3 separate regions of the Sus scrofa genome follow, and regions 1 and 2 are each linked to region 3. Evidence: chromatin contacts called from public Hi-C and promoter capture Hi-C data. All regions are on one chromosome and are shown on one strand. The core of a region is the stretch at or near the end of the contact, and the rest is flanking DNA. Distances in the headings are between cores, read along the strand shown. Region 1 holds the start of POP5 (ribonuclease P/MRP protein subunit POP5). Region 2 holds the start of SRSF9 (serine and arginine rich splicing factor 9). Region 3 holds the start of RNF10 (RING finger protein 10).

Region 1 (4,719 bases), core at 2,125-4,624, 45 kb after region 3:
TAACAGTCTGGGTTGCTTTGGGCCCATCCTAGGAGCGGGGCACAAGGCCTGAACTGAGACTGTGCATCTAGGACCATAAAGGGAGCCAGCCTTCCCGCCAGGGGTAGAGGGAGAAAGAGACTTGGCCAAGCATGAATTTCACATGCACACTAAATGCTACAGAAGCCAAATATATTTTATTTTTCTTACTGCTGCACCTGCAGCATATGAAGTTCCTAGGCCAGGGGTCAAATTCGAGCTGCAGTTGCAGCTTATGCCACAGCCACAGCAACACCAGATCTGAGCAGTGTCTGCAACCCATGCCACACCTTTCAGCAACACCCAATCCATAACCTACTGAACAAGGCCAGGGGTTGAACCTGCATCCTCATATAGACACTGGGTCCCTTAACCCCCTGAGCCACAGTGGGAACTCTGCCAAATACACTGAATAAACCTGCTTGCAGCCAGGCAATTAGATAAAAAGATGTATATATCTACAGGAACTTCACCACCTGCAGAACTACTTAACCAGGTAATGCTGGGTAAAGGTGACTTTGGCAAGTTTTATTTTATTTATTTATTTATTTATTTTTTTGTCTTGTTGTTGTTGCTATTTCTTGGGCCGCTCCCGCGGCATATGGAGGTTCCCAGGCTAGGGGTCGAATCGGAGCTGTAGCCACCGGCCTACGCCAGAGCCACAGCAACAAGGGATCCGAGCCGAGTCTGCGACCTACACCACAGCTCACGGCAACGCCGGATCGTTAACCCACTGAGCAAGGGCAGGGACCGAACCCGCAACCTCATGGTTCCTAGTCGGATTCGTTAACCACTGCGCCACGACGGGAACTCCGGCAAGTTTTAAACAATAAGTCAATTCATTTTGAGCTGGTAACTGGCCACTGATCAGCAGTCATCCAGTTTGAGAACTGTAGAAGGTGCTAGTGCCTCCCAGAATTCCCTGTCCAACAAGTAGGCCCTGAAGCTTAGGCGCAACGCAGCCTGCAAAAGTTCACTCCATTGTCTCAGCAGCCTCCTCACCGCCACTATCTGAAAGCTCCTCCCCAGTGGACTCCTCTTCTAGTAAACAGCTTCTTGTAACAGACTTCTGGATAGCTTCCCGCTCTCCTGGAGAAAGAGCATGGATTATTAAAGTCTCTGGAAGTGACCTCTCATTCAGCTGGAGGAGGTCAGTCACTGCTCAGTGGGCACGGGGCTAGCAGGGCTTACCTTCATCAGTGCAGTTCTGCAACAAAATCAACAGCTGTCTCCTATTGTACTGAATGAGGAACTTCTGACATGTTCTAATTGTACCTGACACAAGAAAGAGCTTTGCAGTCAACAGCTCGCAAAAGGTGTTTGCCTCAGAGTCTTGCAGAGCTAGGAAAAATTATCTTGCTCTTGGCAAGGTAGCAGGAGGACCCACCCACTATTGAAGACTGAACTCTGAACCTGTTTCCTATTGAAAATCAGCAGCCATAACACATGCACCCCTACCTCCCACGTGTAAGGTGTTAAAAAAACACGGATAACGGTGTCCTTTGTTCTCCAAGTATGTGATGAAGGGAAGAGCTGACCACACGAGCCGATAGAATTCCTTCCGGCATCGAAGTAGCACTATTCCGGTATAGGCATTGAGGTATCGCACTGCAGCAGGAAAAAAATCATTTTGGGAAAATGGATTCTCAGGAGCACGTTTAAAATCTTAGGGTAGAAGTTCCTGTCATGGCGTAGCGGAAACAAATCTGACTAGGAACCATGAGGTTGCTGGTTCGATCCCTGGCCTTGCTCAGTGGGTTAAGGAACTGGCGTTGCCATGAGCTATGGTGTAGACTGTGGCTGTGGTGTAAGCTGGCAGCTGTAGCTTCGATTCGACCCCTAGCCTGGGAACCTCCACATGCTGTGGGTGCAGCCCTAAAAAAAGCAAAAAAAAAAAAAAATCTTCAGGTAACTGAGAGCCTATGTACCAGAAAACATTCAAGGCGGTGGCACTTGGGATGCCATCAATGAGTAAAAACTGATTTCTGAAGGAAAATAATGGGAGATAAATAACATCTAGGGCCTTTACATACCACTCAGAATTGGTGAATGAATTTAGAATTTAATTTTTTGCTTTTTAGGGCCACACCCATGGCATATGGAAGTTCCAAGGCTAGAGGTTGAATCAGCTAAAGCTGCAGGCCTATGTCACAGCTACAGCAACTCGGGATCGAAGCTGCCTCTGCCACCTACACAGCTCAGGGCAACCTTGAGTCCTTAACCCACTGAGAGAGGCCAGAGGTCTAATATGCATCCTCCTGTATCCTAGTCAGGTTCCTTAACTGCTGAGCCACAAAGGGAACTCCTAAAATGCACTTTTAATTCACAAACTAGTTAACCCAAGGAGGGGGGTGGCAGAAATCCATACTCTTCAGAAGGATGTTTTCCCTTAGCTGAAAAACAAGTTCTGCAACTGGGCTATGTAGGTTCTTCCAGCAACCGAGTCTCACCTTGGTAGAAGGGTTGCCTCTAGGTACATTACCTTCTCCAGATTTCAATTTCAAGCATATGGTAAAAAACGGAATGAATTTACATAGTGTGGTTGTGGAGGAGGGTCCTCTCTTGCATTTACACATACACACAACTGTGTATTCTGTACTTCACAGGCCCCTATGCAGGGCTTTTCAGGGGTAATTCTGACAATGCTTTTTTCATATGATGTCAAAGTAACCCGTCAAATAACTTACTCGGAACTATACAAGTCTTTCCTCATTTAGTTTTCATCATCCTATTAAACTCAATCAAAAACCACACGTCAAATAGTATAGGGGTTTCTGCCGACTGGTATTTTCTGCCCACTGCCTACTGGTATTAGCTCTCCGCTTAAGTTTGGACTCAAGCAGACCTCAGGCTCGGGTTCTGAAACTCCTAAAAAGGACGACACCCTACATAAAATGGTGCACAGGGCTTGGCAGCTTCCAAGGTCGCCCGTGCCCCTTCTTTCTCCCTCCAATGGCCACTGCTCCCTCCAGATCCCGCCATCCTCCTGGTTCCCCAACACCCTCGCACCCGCGAAGCCGATGGAGGAGGCGGCCGCGCCGAAAGTTCCGTGCACGCGCGCGATCGTGTCCCGTACTAGGCCGCCCAGCACTCGGTCCTCCAGATTCAGACGGCAGCGGGGGTCCTCAGACACCACTTCGCAAAGCAGGTACCTGGGGCAGGCGAGAGGGCGGTGAGTGCTGGGCCGGGGCCAGGACCGCAGGGACAGGAATAAGGGTTGCTTACCTGTGCTTGAAGCGCACCATGTTCGTATCCGCCTCGGGCGTCCAGACACTCAAACCGGATGTCTGCCTTCTCGTCGGCGGCCAATGGGAAGTTGGCCTGGCAGCCACTCAGAGAGGGAGGCGGAACTAGAATGTAGGCGGAGCCCCGTGTCAGTCTCCTTTGAGCTCCGCCTCCCTCTGCCGAGCGCAGGCGTCCTGCTCATTTCTTCGCTTAGACTTTCAACTGAACCCGTTGTGATGAGTGGTTGTGCTCCACGCCAGAGTTTGCTGTTTAGGATGCAGCTGAGGCATTTGGAACCTCCAGGACGTTCCATTACCTTGCAACATAGTACCCAAGCTGGACGGTGGAACATTTGAGCACAAGACCTTGCACCCCCCAGGCCAGGGATTGATAGGGGAAATCGGACTCTTATTCTCAGTTTGGAGCTCGGTTTAATTTCTCCATACAGCCAAATATGTTATTACTGTTTAGGCCTTTCAATAACCTTATGGAGTTGGGTGTATTGGCTTGTTTTTTTTTGTTTGTTTTTTTGTTTTTTTGCAAAAACAATCCGTGGTCGTTATATTTTCTGGTTATTTTGGTTTGTTTTTTGTTTTTGTTTTTAAACAGAAAAGCACAAAGAAGCAAATAAAAATAAGTTATAATCCCAGCACCTAGAGAGAATAATTTATCATGTAGTGGATTTTCTTCCAACATTTTACCCCTGTTCCAGTGGTTTTCCAGGTGAAGTCCAGGAACCACTGGATTTTCCCAGATTCTTTTAGGGAGTCCCCCGAGGTCAAATTACTTTTGTAGTAACACTAAGGTGTTACTTGCTGTTTTCACTTTCTGAGTGGACAGTAAAGTTTTCCAGAGGCCAGTGACATGTGCTGACATTGCTCTGATGGCTAAGAGAATTGTGCATGGTGTTTTAAACATTTCTGTTTTAATAAACATAGTGAGTATCAATATATTTCACATAACAAAAGCTCTTTGGGATCCTCAATAATTTAGTAAGAATGGAAAGGGGCCCTGAGACAAAAAAGGTACGAGATGTACCTTCCACTGTATGATAATTTATATTTTCCATTTTCTTTTTAAGAATAGGATCATACTGTTTACTACTCTTCTTTCCCCTCACATTGAATATCTTTTTAAAAACTGAGGCATAACATACATAAAATGCATATTAAGTGCATAACTCAATGAATTTTTATATATGTATAAACTTTTGCAACCACTGCCCAGATTAAGAGATAGAACATTTCCAACACTCAGGAAGGTTCCTGTGCTCTCTTCCGAGCCAAAAACCTTCCCAGAAGTAGCCTATATTCTGACTTCTGTCATGACAGATTAGCTTTTTCTCTTCTGGAACTTTATATAAATGTAAATCTCCAGCAGCATATTTGTGTGTGTGTGCGTGCATGTCTGGCTCCTTTCTTTCAACATAATGTCTGTAAGATTCATTCTTGTCATTTGACTATATTTTCATGCCAG
Region 2 (4,499 bases), core at 1,887-4,386, 47 kb before region 3:
GGGAGTTTATTTGCCAACAAAAAGAGTTCCCGTCGAAGCTCAGCAGCAACAAACCAACTAGTATCCTAGTATCTGTGAGGATGTGGGTTCAACCCCTGGCCTTACTCAGCGGTTTAAGGATCTGGCATTGCCGTGAGCTGTTGGTATAGGTCGCAGACGTGGCTCAGATCCTGAGTTGCAGGGGCTATATGTAGGCCATACAGCTCCGATTTGACCCCTAGTTTGGGAACTTCCATATGCCTCGGGTGCAGCCCTAAAAAGACCAAAAAAAAAAAAAAAAAAAAAAAAAAAGCCAATAAAAAAACAGTGTTTCTCTAATCTTGGTGAGCTGTTTCTCAGAATGTGCACCACACACTAGTCCTTTAATATTCTTCCTCAAGGCCTAGTATCATCACGTCCATAGAAAGAAAAACTCATTTAAAAAAAGGTAAGGTTCAGGAGTTCCCGTCATGGCTCAGTGGTTAACGAATCCAACTAGGAACCATGAGGTTGCAGGTTTGATCCCTGGCCTCGCAGGGATCCGGCGTTGCTGTGGGTTAAGGATCCGGCGTTGCTGTGGCTGTGGCATAGGCCAGCAGCTACAGCTCCGATTAGACCCCTAGTCTGGGAACCTCTATATGCCGTGGGTGCAGCCTTAGAAAAGACAAAAAACAAACGAACAAACAAAAATACAAAAAAAATGCTATTAAAAAAAAAAAGGTAAGGTTCAAAAGACAAAGGAACATTAGTGTTTTGTGAGGAATTTGGAATTCCCTCAAGTGTACCTTTTCAGCATGGTTTGGAATATTAAATTGTCAAAACCATTCTTTGGGTACAGTTTCCCCAAAAGAGCTAAACATCCAATAGAGTAATGCTTTTAACTCTTTTCTAGGGTGGTAGAGAAGGAAGCCAAGTTGGTTCTCTTGTATTGACGGGAGAAAGAATGCCATCAGGGGTTGGGAGGACAAGCAGAACCAAAGATGGACTAATGAAGGCATCATTCGGTTGTCACAAGCACATAATCACTTACCAAGATTCTAGTCACAGGATTAAAAGCAAGGAGGACCACAACCAGCTCAACCCTAGCTATATTCAAAATATAGTGGGAGAGAGGCAGAACTGCTAGGGTTTAAGATCTCACTATGAATAAAAATTGATCTCAGTTCAAATCATTCTTCTGCTACCTACCAGGCTGTGTCTAGGTAAGTATGTGATCAAGATTTTACAATTAGGAGTTCCCGTCGTGGCGCAGTGGTTAACGAATCCGACTAGGAACCATGAGGTTGCGGGTTCGATCCCTGCCCTTGCTCAGTGGGTTAACGATCCGGTGTTGCCGTTAGCTGTGGTGTAGGTTGCAGACACGGCTCGGATCCTGCGTTGCTGTGGCTGTGGTGTAGGCCAGCAGCTACAGCTCTAATTCGACCCCTAGCCTGGGAACCTCCATATGCCGCAGAAGCGGCCCAAAGAAATAGCAAAAAGACAAAAAAAAAAAAAAAAGATTTTAAAATTAAACGTGAGTAATATGGCCTGTCTCATAAGGTTTTTTATAAGGATTAAATAAGATACTATGTGTGGAGTGCTTTGCTTGAAACTTGGCATTTAGTAATATCAAAAGGTAACTTTTCTACTATGAAAGGAATGAAGGAAGAGATGACAATGAGGCATGTCATATAGTAAGACTGTATTCAAAGGAGCAGAAGAGGGGAGTCAAATTCTACCTTCCCTTAGTAGTCCTCTCTTTTATCAATTCTAAATCCTCAGTTTCCTCATCTGTAAAATGTGATTAAAAGCACCCATTTTATAGGCTGTTGAAAATGCTAAATAATACATAACATGGTGTATGACACATAGCATCAGTTAAAAAAAAAAAATCCTAGAACTGTATTACTAATTAATAGAACTGCAACCTTTTCCACCTTAGGTGTGAAGATGCCTAGTTTCACTTTTGAGGCAAATGATAAGACACTAGGGATGAACTGTCAGAATCTTCAGCCATCAAAACCTCAAGATGCGTCCTGCCTCCCCATCTCCCGAGGCTCCCCTTGCCTCCTACCACCACCCCGGACCCAGGGGCAGTCTTCGGAGTGAAGCCCACAGGGCACAGACTAGGCAACGTGCTTCCTGAGACAATGCTAAAAAATGGAGAACGGGTTTGGATTTACCCCGAGTGAGGTAAGCAGCACAGTGCAGTGACTTCTAAGAACCACCAACCTCAGTTTTGAAAGTCCTCAGGCCTTTTCTGGGCCAAGGGCCGACACTCTTTACAAAACCAAAGATTCCTTCGAGCTGGTTTCAGGATCGAGAGCTTCCAACTCCCCGGGGCCCTTAGCATCCAGAGTTGCCTCCCGCAATAGAGAAGACAGAGTGACATCAGAGATGCCAACAGACTGTTTTAGAAGTTTCCCCAAATCCCTGATGCTTTTATAAGAACGAGTCCCTGAGGCTGGCGATCTGTTCCATCAAAAGCCCCCTCGAAAGGCATCCATACTCCCGCACCAAGCTCCCTGCCAACGGAGAGTTCCAGCTGGGGGTGGGGTGGCCAGGGAGGGCGACCGACTACTTCTGCTCCTCACCCAGTCCTCTCCCGGGCCAGCTCAGGGGCCAAGCTTCTCAAGCCTTGGGCCGCTACCCGCGAAGGGTGCTTGTCCGGCTGTGAGGGAGAGAACGCCCGTCTGTACTATCGCGGAGGCCTGTCTGGGCGGGCTTGGGTCCTCACAAGGTCCGCCTTTTATGTTTTTAAGTAAAGTAAAAAATAATAACAGAGGAAGTGACGACGGATTAAAGGACGGCCCAGAGTCCCGCGGTGAGAGGCCTCAGCCTCCACCCGGGGGCGCCGTGAAGGGTCTACGGCGCGGAGGGAGGGGAGGCCCGGGAAAGGGATGGGGGATGAGGGAAGGAGGGGGCACAGGGCCTTAGGCCGGCGGGCGGTGCGGGGGCCTCACCGGGGGTCCTCAAAGCGCACGAAGGCGAAGGGCACGAGGCCGTGCCGATTCTTGAGCTCGATCTCGCGGATACGGCCGTACTTGTAGAACAGGTCCTCCAGGTCCTTCTCGCGCACGTCTGTCGGAAGGTTCCCCACGTAGATGCGCCCGTCGCCCTCGCCGCCGCGTTCGTCCGCCCAGCCCGACATCCGCACCGCCCGACGCCGCGGGCCCGCCGCAGCCCACGTCGCCGCCGCCGCCTCAGCCGGGGTCCCCCCGCAGCGTCCCCGCGGGCTCGGAGGCACTCAGCCGCACAGCATTGTGGGAAGGCGAGCGGAAGCGAAGGGGTCGGAGGAGGCAAAAGGAACCCTCTTAAAGGGGACGCGGCCACAACGACTGCGCGTGCGTGCAAGCCGGCGCCCCCTGTAGGTGCAAAGTGGGACCCTGGCGGCTGGAGAGAGCGAGACCTTGGAGTCGGGCGTTTTGGATTCACTTCAGTCACTCGCCAGCTGCGTGGACTTGGGCAAGTGACTCAGGCTTCCTGGGCCTCAGTTTTCTCCCTATGTAGCGCTGTCTACCTCATAGGCTTTTGTGAGCACTTACTGATATGACGAGGGTGTAGAAACCAGGGCAACCCCCGCGGGCCGTCACTCCGCGTGCGGGGCGCCGGAGAGAGGAAGTCGGCCGGGGCCTCAGGGCGACCCCCCAGCAGCCATCGCGGCCCTCAGCCTCAGGTCTGTAGCCTTCCGGGCCACCCTGTCCCTATTTTACTGTTGCTTAGAACTAAGGGTGTAAGGCGGGCTAAAATGGATGTGAGGGACCTGAGGTGGGCCCGGTAGCTTGGACTCGAAGCTTATCGGAGACTAGGAGGAAGTAAAAGAAACAAAACTATAGCGACCGTCACTATAGAGTGCTTCTCAAGATCTGTGCTTTTAATCCTCACCCAGCATGGAGGGATTGCAATGTCACAGGTGAGAAAACGTGTGTATCCTAATGGGGTTGGGTTTAGAACCCATGGCTACGCTTCCAGCCTGCGCGCTGAGTCCTTCAGAAGCTCAGGAGCTTAAGGTAGTCCCGTACTTTGGAACGTTTCCACATTTACATTCCATAGTGCAAAGCACTGACGTTAAAAGAGTGAGGCCTTGGAGTTCTCCATCCTGACTCAGCGGAAATAAATCTGACTAGCATCCATGAGGATGCAGATTTGATGCCTGGCCTCGATCAGTGGGTTAAGGATCCAGCGTTGCCCTGAGCTGTGGTGTAGGTCGCAGACGTGGCTGTGGTGTAGGCCTGCAGCTGTAGCTCCGATTTGACCCCTAGCCTGGGAACCTCCATATGCCACGCGTGTAGCCCTTAAAAAAAAAAAAAAAAGAATGAGGCCTTGCATCTAAAGAGTCTTGATCTAGAAAGATGTTTCATGTTGAAAATGAAACCTCTGAATTGTTGGATGGGTAGATATGTGAGAAAGTAAACGCAGCAGAATGTTAACTGTAGAATCTAGATGACGGGTGTATTCAGTGTGTTCCCTGTACCATTCTTTCAACCCTTCTGTATATTTGAAAACTTTCCTAATAAAATGCGGGAGAAGTTCCTGTCCTG
Region 3 (4,135 bases), core at 1,298-3,797:
ACATTAAGTCTTTGAGTACCCGAAAACCCTTTTCCTCTTTTTCCCCAAATTGAATATAGAATTCACCAGGAATGAGCAGAACTTAGGGAAAACCCCCATCACCTCACAGAGGCCATAACTCTGAATCTTGCCAACCTGTGGTACTTGCTCTCAAGATACCGAGTAACTCTTGTTTTCTGGTGCAGAAGTGTGCAAACAGAGGTAACAGTGTGGTGAAAGGCTAAGATTACAGGGTTTATTTTCGAAATCTTTGGTGTGCATAAGAATCACCTGTTTTGATCTTTAAAGTGCCAATACCTGGGTCCAAAATACCAGAGATTTTGAATCCGTAAATCTGGTATGGATAGTGGGAGTCTGTTTGACCAAATTTCTCTGATGATTTCTGTGTGAGGGATTTGCAGTCCAATCTTGAGAAATATATGCTAGACTACTCTGAATAATACACAGGAAAGACTGTTCTTTGGTCTTTGAATTTTACGAACATATGAAGTTCATTAAATGGGAAGGAAAGCTCTGGTATATAGTCTAAGTCACAACCAAACGCCAGGCAGGTTCCCTCTCCTGCTATCACAAAACTACATTTCTAGCTCTAACTGGCCTAGCATGAATGTTTTACTTCAACCCTACATTTTCTTTTTCTCTTATATGGAAAGGGTAATGTAGACCATCTTTCCCAAAAGAGGATGGAGGTGGTGTTTTACTTGGATTCCTGTACTTTTCTGCTTTAATTCTCTTTAAATGTATGTTTTCTGTAAATGTTTCACAAGGAAAAAGCGCTAAGGACCCTAAGGGACCATTTCGAAAATGAAAAATCTCTACTTGGTTTAATGAAGCCTGACAGATGGACACCTGCTGCTTGCGTTTGGAAGAACTGCACTGAGATTTCTCTCTTTCCCCTTTCTTTTATTTTTAAAAGTAATAGAAGGGGGAGTTCCCATTGTGGCTCAGCAGAAACAAACCTGACTAGTATCCAAGAGGATGCAGGTTCAATTCCTAGCCTTGCTCAGTGGGTTAAGGATCCGGATGGAGTTGGTGCCGTGAGTTTCTATGCAGGTCACAGACACAGCTGGGATCCCTAGTGACAGTGGCTGTGGGTAGGCTGGCAGCTACAGCTCCATTTCGACCCCTAGCCTGGGAACTTCCATATGCCACTGATACGGTCCTAAAAAGCAAAAAAAAAAAAAAAAAAGTGTTCTTTCTCTCTCTTTTTTTGCTGCCCTTCAGCTTATGGAGGTCCTGGGCGAGGGATCAGACACAGTTTTGTTTTGTTTTTTTAATAATGATTTTTATTTTTTCCATTATAGCTGGTTTACAGTGTTCTGTCAGTTTTCTACCGTTCAGCAAGGTGACCAAGTTACACATACCTATATACATTCTTTTTTCTCACATTATCTTGCTCCATCATAAGTGAGTAGATTTTTTTTTTTTTTTCCAGTGCTGCACATGCATATGGAAGTTCCCAGACTAGGGGTCCAATCTGAGCTGCAGCTGCCGGCCTACCCACTGTCACAGCAATGTGGGATCCCAGCTGGGTCTGTGACCTACACCACAGCTCACGGCCACCCCAGAATCTTAACCTACTGATCCAGGCCAGAGATCCAACCTGCATCCTCATGGATACTCGTCAGGTTCCTTTCACTGAGCCACAGCGGGAACTCCCACAGTCTTCCATTAATGTATTTTGGAATTCCTTGTTCTCAGCACAGTGTCTGGCATATAATATGTTTCTAACTGGCTAAGGTTAGCCTTATTTATTGTTATACTTATGAGAATATTTGTACATCTTTTTTACGGTGTGTTTCTTTGATCCTTTGACTTTCAAGCTACCACGGTTGTTTTCAAAGTACAGACGGGTATCTAAAATACATAAAATGATTTCTAAAATAAATATGTGATTTTCTAAGCTTCAAGTGTCCATATCTGTAAAATGGAGAACTGCTTATTTGGGGGGTTGACCCCTGGCCCCAGGAACTTCCGCATGCCCCAGGTGTGGCTAAAGAAAATTTTTTTGTTGTTAATGTGAGGATAAATAAACTGCACAGAGCAGTGTCTGCTAATGGTAAGCACTCAAGTATATCTATAATTATTACCAGTTATTACCAATAAAGTGAAATATTAACAATGATTTATATTAATAAAAGACAACAATGAAATTAAGTAATTGTATGAGGAAGTGCTGTGGAGTGATATTAAATGTAATGTATTGTCATTATTGTCACTATTATCATTATCAGGAGATTGAATAAGCCATAAATAAATTGATATTAAATCTAGAATAAGAACTATGAATTAACAATTATTCAATAAAGGAGTTCCACAGGTATTCAATGTTTGGATGAATTTTTAGTGTATATTATTGTTATGCATATTAGTGTACTAAGACTAAAACCTGGACTGCAAGTCCCATCATTCTTTAAGACCGCTCACATTTTGCTGAGAAAAAAGGAACAAACAACAAAAAAAGACACTGTACCCGGATGTAGGAAGAAAACTACATTTCCCAGTATGCCTCACTCCCACAGAGCCACTATATATACACTCCATCCGGGTTCTTCGAGATGCTGTTTGGCGACTCGTCGCCATTCCCGGAGCAGCTCGGCCTCGGCCCAGAGGCGAGTGTCGATCGCTGTGTCGGAGACACCTGTCCCCGGCACCAAGACAGCCAGCCCTCTCCCCTGCCTCGCGGCGGGAGAGCGTGTCCGGCCGGCCGGCGGGGCTCGCGCACCTTCCCTCGCCTCCCCTTCCCCTGCAGCCTCCGCCCCGCCAGGCCCGGCCCGGACCTCCGAGCCCCGGCCTCCTCCTCCTTCTCAGTCACCGCCGCCGCCGGGCTCAACAGCCCCGCCCGCCGCTTCTCCTTCCAGTTTGAGAAGCCAAGGAAGGAAACAGGGAAAAATGTCGCCATGAAGGCCGAGAACCGCTGCCGCCGCCGACCCCCGCCGGCCCTGAACGCCATGAGCCTGGGTCTCCGCCGCGCCCGCTTCGCTCCGACCGCCGCCGCCGCCAAGGCCCCTGTTGATGCCGCAGAGCTCCCCCAACGCCGCCGCCACCGCCTCCGACATGGACAAGAACAGCGGCTCCAGCAGCTCCTCCACCTCTTCGGGCAGCAGCAAAGGGCAACAGCCGCCCCGCTCCGCCTCGGCGGGGCCGGCCGGCGAGTCTAAACCCAAGAGCGGTAAGGGCGGGCTCCCACGGCGGTGGGCGGGGGGGCAACTGCCCCTAAATACTGGGGAGGATTCTCTCTCGAATGTCTCCTGGGTCACCCAGGGACAGGGCTCCGCTTTCTACTCTCGTTCTTGTTTTTTCCTTCTTTTCCGTGGCTTCCATTGCTTCTAGTTAACATTTAATGAGTACTGTGCTGCGTGGTTTACGTAAATCTTTGCATTAATGCTCGAAACCGCTCGGGGAAGTGGGTACTATTCTTAACCACATTTTGCGGACGAGGAAACTGAGGTTCATAAAAGGTAAGGTTACCCAGCTAGTAGGTGCTTAGCAGCAGGCCTGAAGACCTGGTTTGTCTGACGCATCTAAAACCTGGTTTGTCAGTGCACGCATCTAAAACCACTAAATTGATCTACCCTTCAATGTTATTAGCATTGGGTAGTGTTCAAGTTTAAACAGGGGAGGGTGGGGCCAAAGGATATGTCAACTCAAATCTCCTATTGAATTACCTGGTTCCGGATCTCCCCAGATGAAGAGGACTTGTCTTTGAATGGCTTCGTTTACTATGGAGTAACGGTTAAGAGCGCAGGCTTTGGACTCAGTCGTCTTAGGTTTGCCAGACCTTGAGTGAGTGTCTCTATTTCTTTACCTATAAGGGTGGAGATAATGAGAATTAAATTAACTTAGAAACCAGTTGAACTAAGGACTTAGGAGATTCTCTGACACCTTTTATGCACCAGCTACACATCAGGCCTGTTTCCCTATCTTAGGCTAGAATAGTGTCCTTTTATAGGGAAGACTTTTTGTCATTTCTGTAGTCACGCTTCTTTGTATTAAATTTTGACGCTCGTGATGATAATATATACCATTTATTGAGGGCTTTCCATGGCTGGGCTGGGCTTTTACCTCTATTATCAGTTCTCCAGTCACTAACTTGTCCAGCAAGGTGAAATTATTCACCTAAAGAGGAGAAAGT

The links. Promoter capture Hi-C pulls out the DNA fragments that hold promoters and counts their contacts. Hi-C and Micro-C count contacts between places; a contact is called where the count stands out from the background.
Region 1: a promoter capture Hi-C map of liver shows a contact between it and region 3, with 2.1 times the contacts expected there. The contact joins the promoter of POP5 here to the promoter of RNF10 in region 3. A contact is called at or near these places in 1 of 5 promoter capture datasets (liver), 4 of 47 Hi-C or Micro-C datasets (embryonic fibroblasts, liver and undifferentiated spermatogonia) and 1 of 2 datasets of contacts at active chromatin or transcription factors (alveolar macrophages).
Region 2: a contact with region 3 is called in a Hi-C map of embryonic fibroblasts, with 2.0 times the contacts expected there. The contact joins the promoter of SRSF9 here to the promoter of RNF10 in region 3. A contact is called at or near these places in 3 of 5 promoter capture datasets (fetal liver, fetal skeletal muscle and liver), 7 of 47 Hi-C or Micro-C datasets (embryonic fibroblasts, fibroblasts, heart right ventricle and 2 more) and 2 of 2 datasets of contacts at active chromatin or transcription factors (alveolar macrophages and skeletal muscle).

What each region holds. Positions count from the first base shown.
Region 1 is chr14:40,522,560-40,527,278 of Sscrofa11.1, forward strand. POP5 (ribonuclease P/MRP protein subunit POP5) reads right to left here and starts at 3,375. Exons shown (of 5, transcript XM_001925378.5): 1 at 3,244-3,375; 2 at 3,028-3,170; 3 at 1,477-1,626; 4 at 1,210-1,293; 5 at 455-1,107. The coding sequence starts at 3,263. The coding sequence ends at 992.
Region 2 is chr14:40,430,814-40,435,312 of Sscrofa11.1, forward strand. SRSF9 (serine and arginine rich splicing factor 9) reads right to left here and starts at 3,137. Exons shown (of 4, transcript NM_001195566.1): 1 at 2,922-3,137. The coding sequence starts at 3,109.
Region 3 is chr14:40,478,692-40,482,826 of Sscrofa11.1, forward strand. RNF10 (RING finger protein 10) reads left to right here and starts at 2,548. Exons shown (of 17, transcript XM_013982944.2): 1 at 2,548-3,172. The coding sequence starts at 3,016. COQ5 (2-methoxy-6-polyprenyl-1,4-benzoquinol methylase, mitochondrial) reads right to left here and starts at 1,895. Exons shown (of 7, transcript XM_003483435.4): 1 at 1-1,895.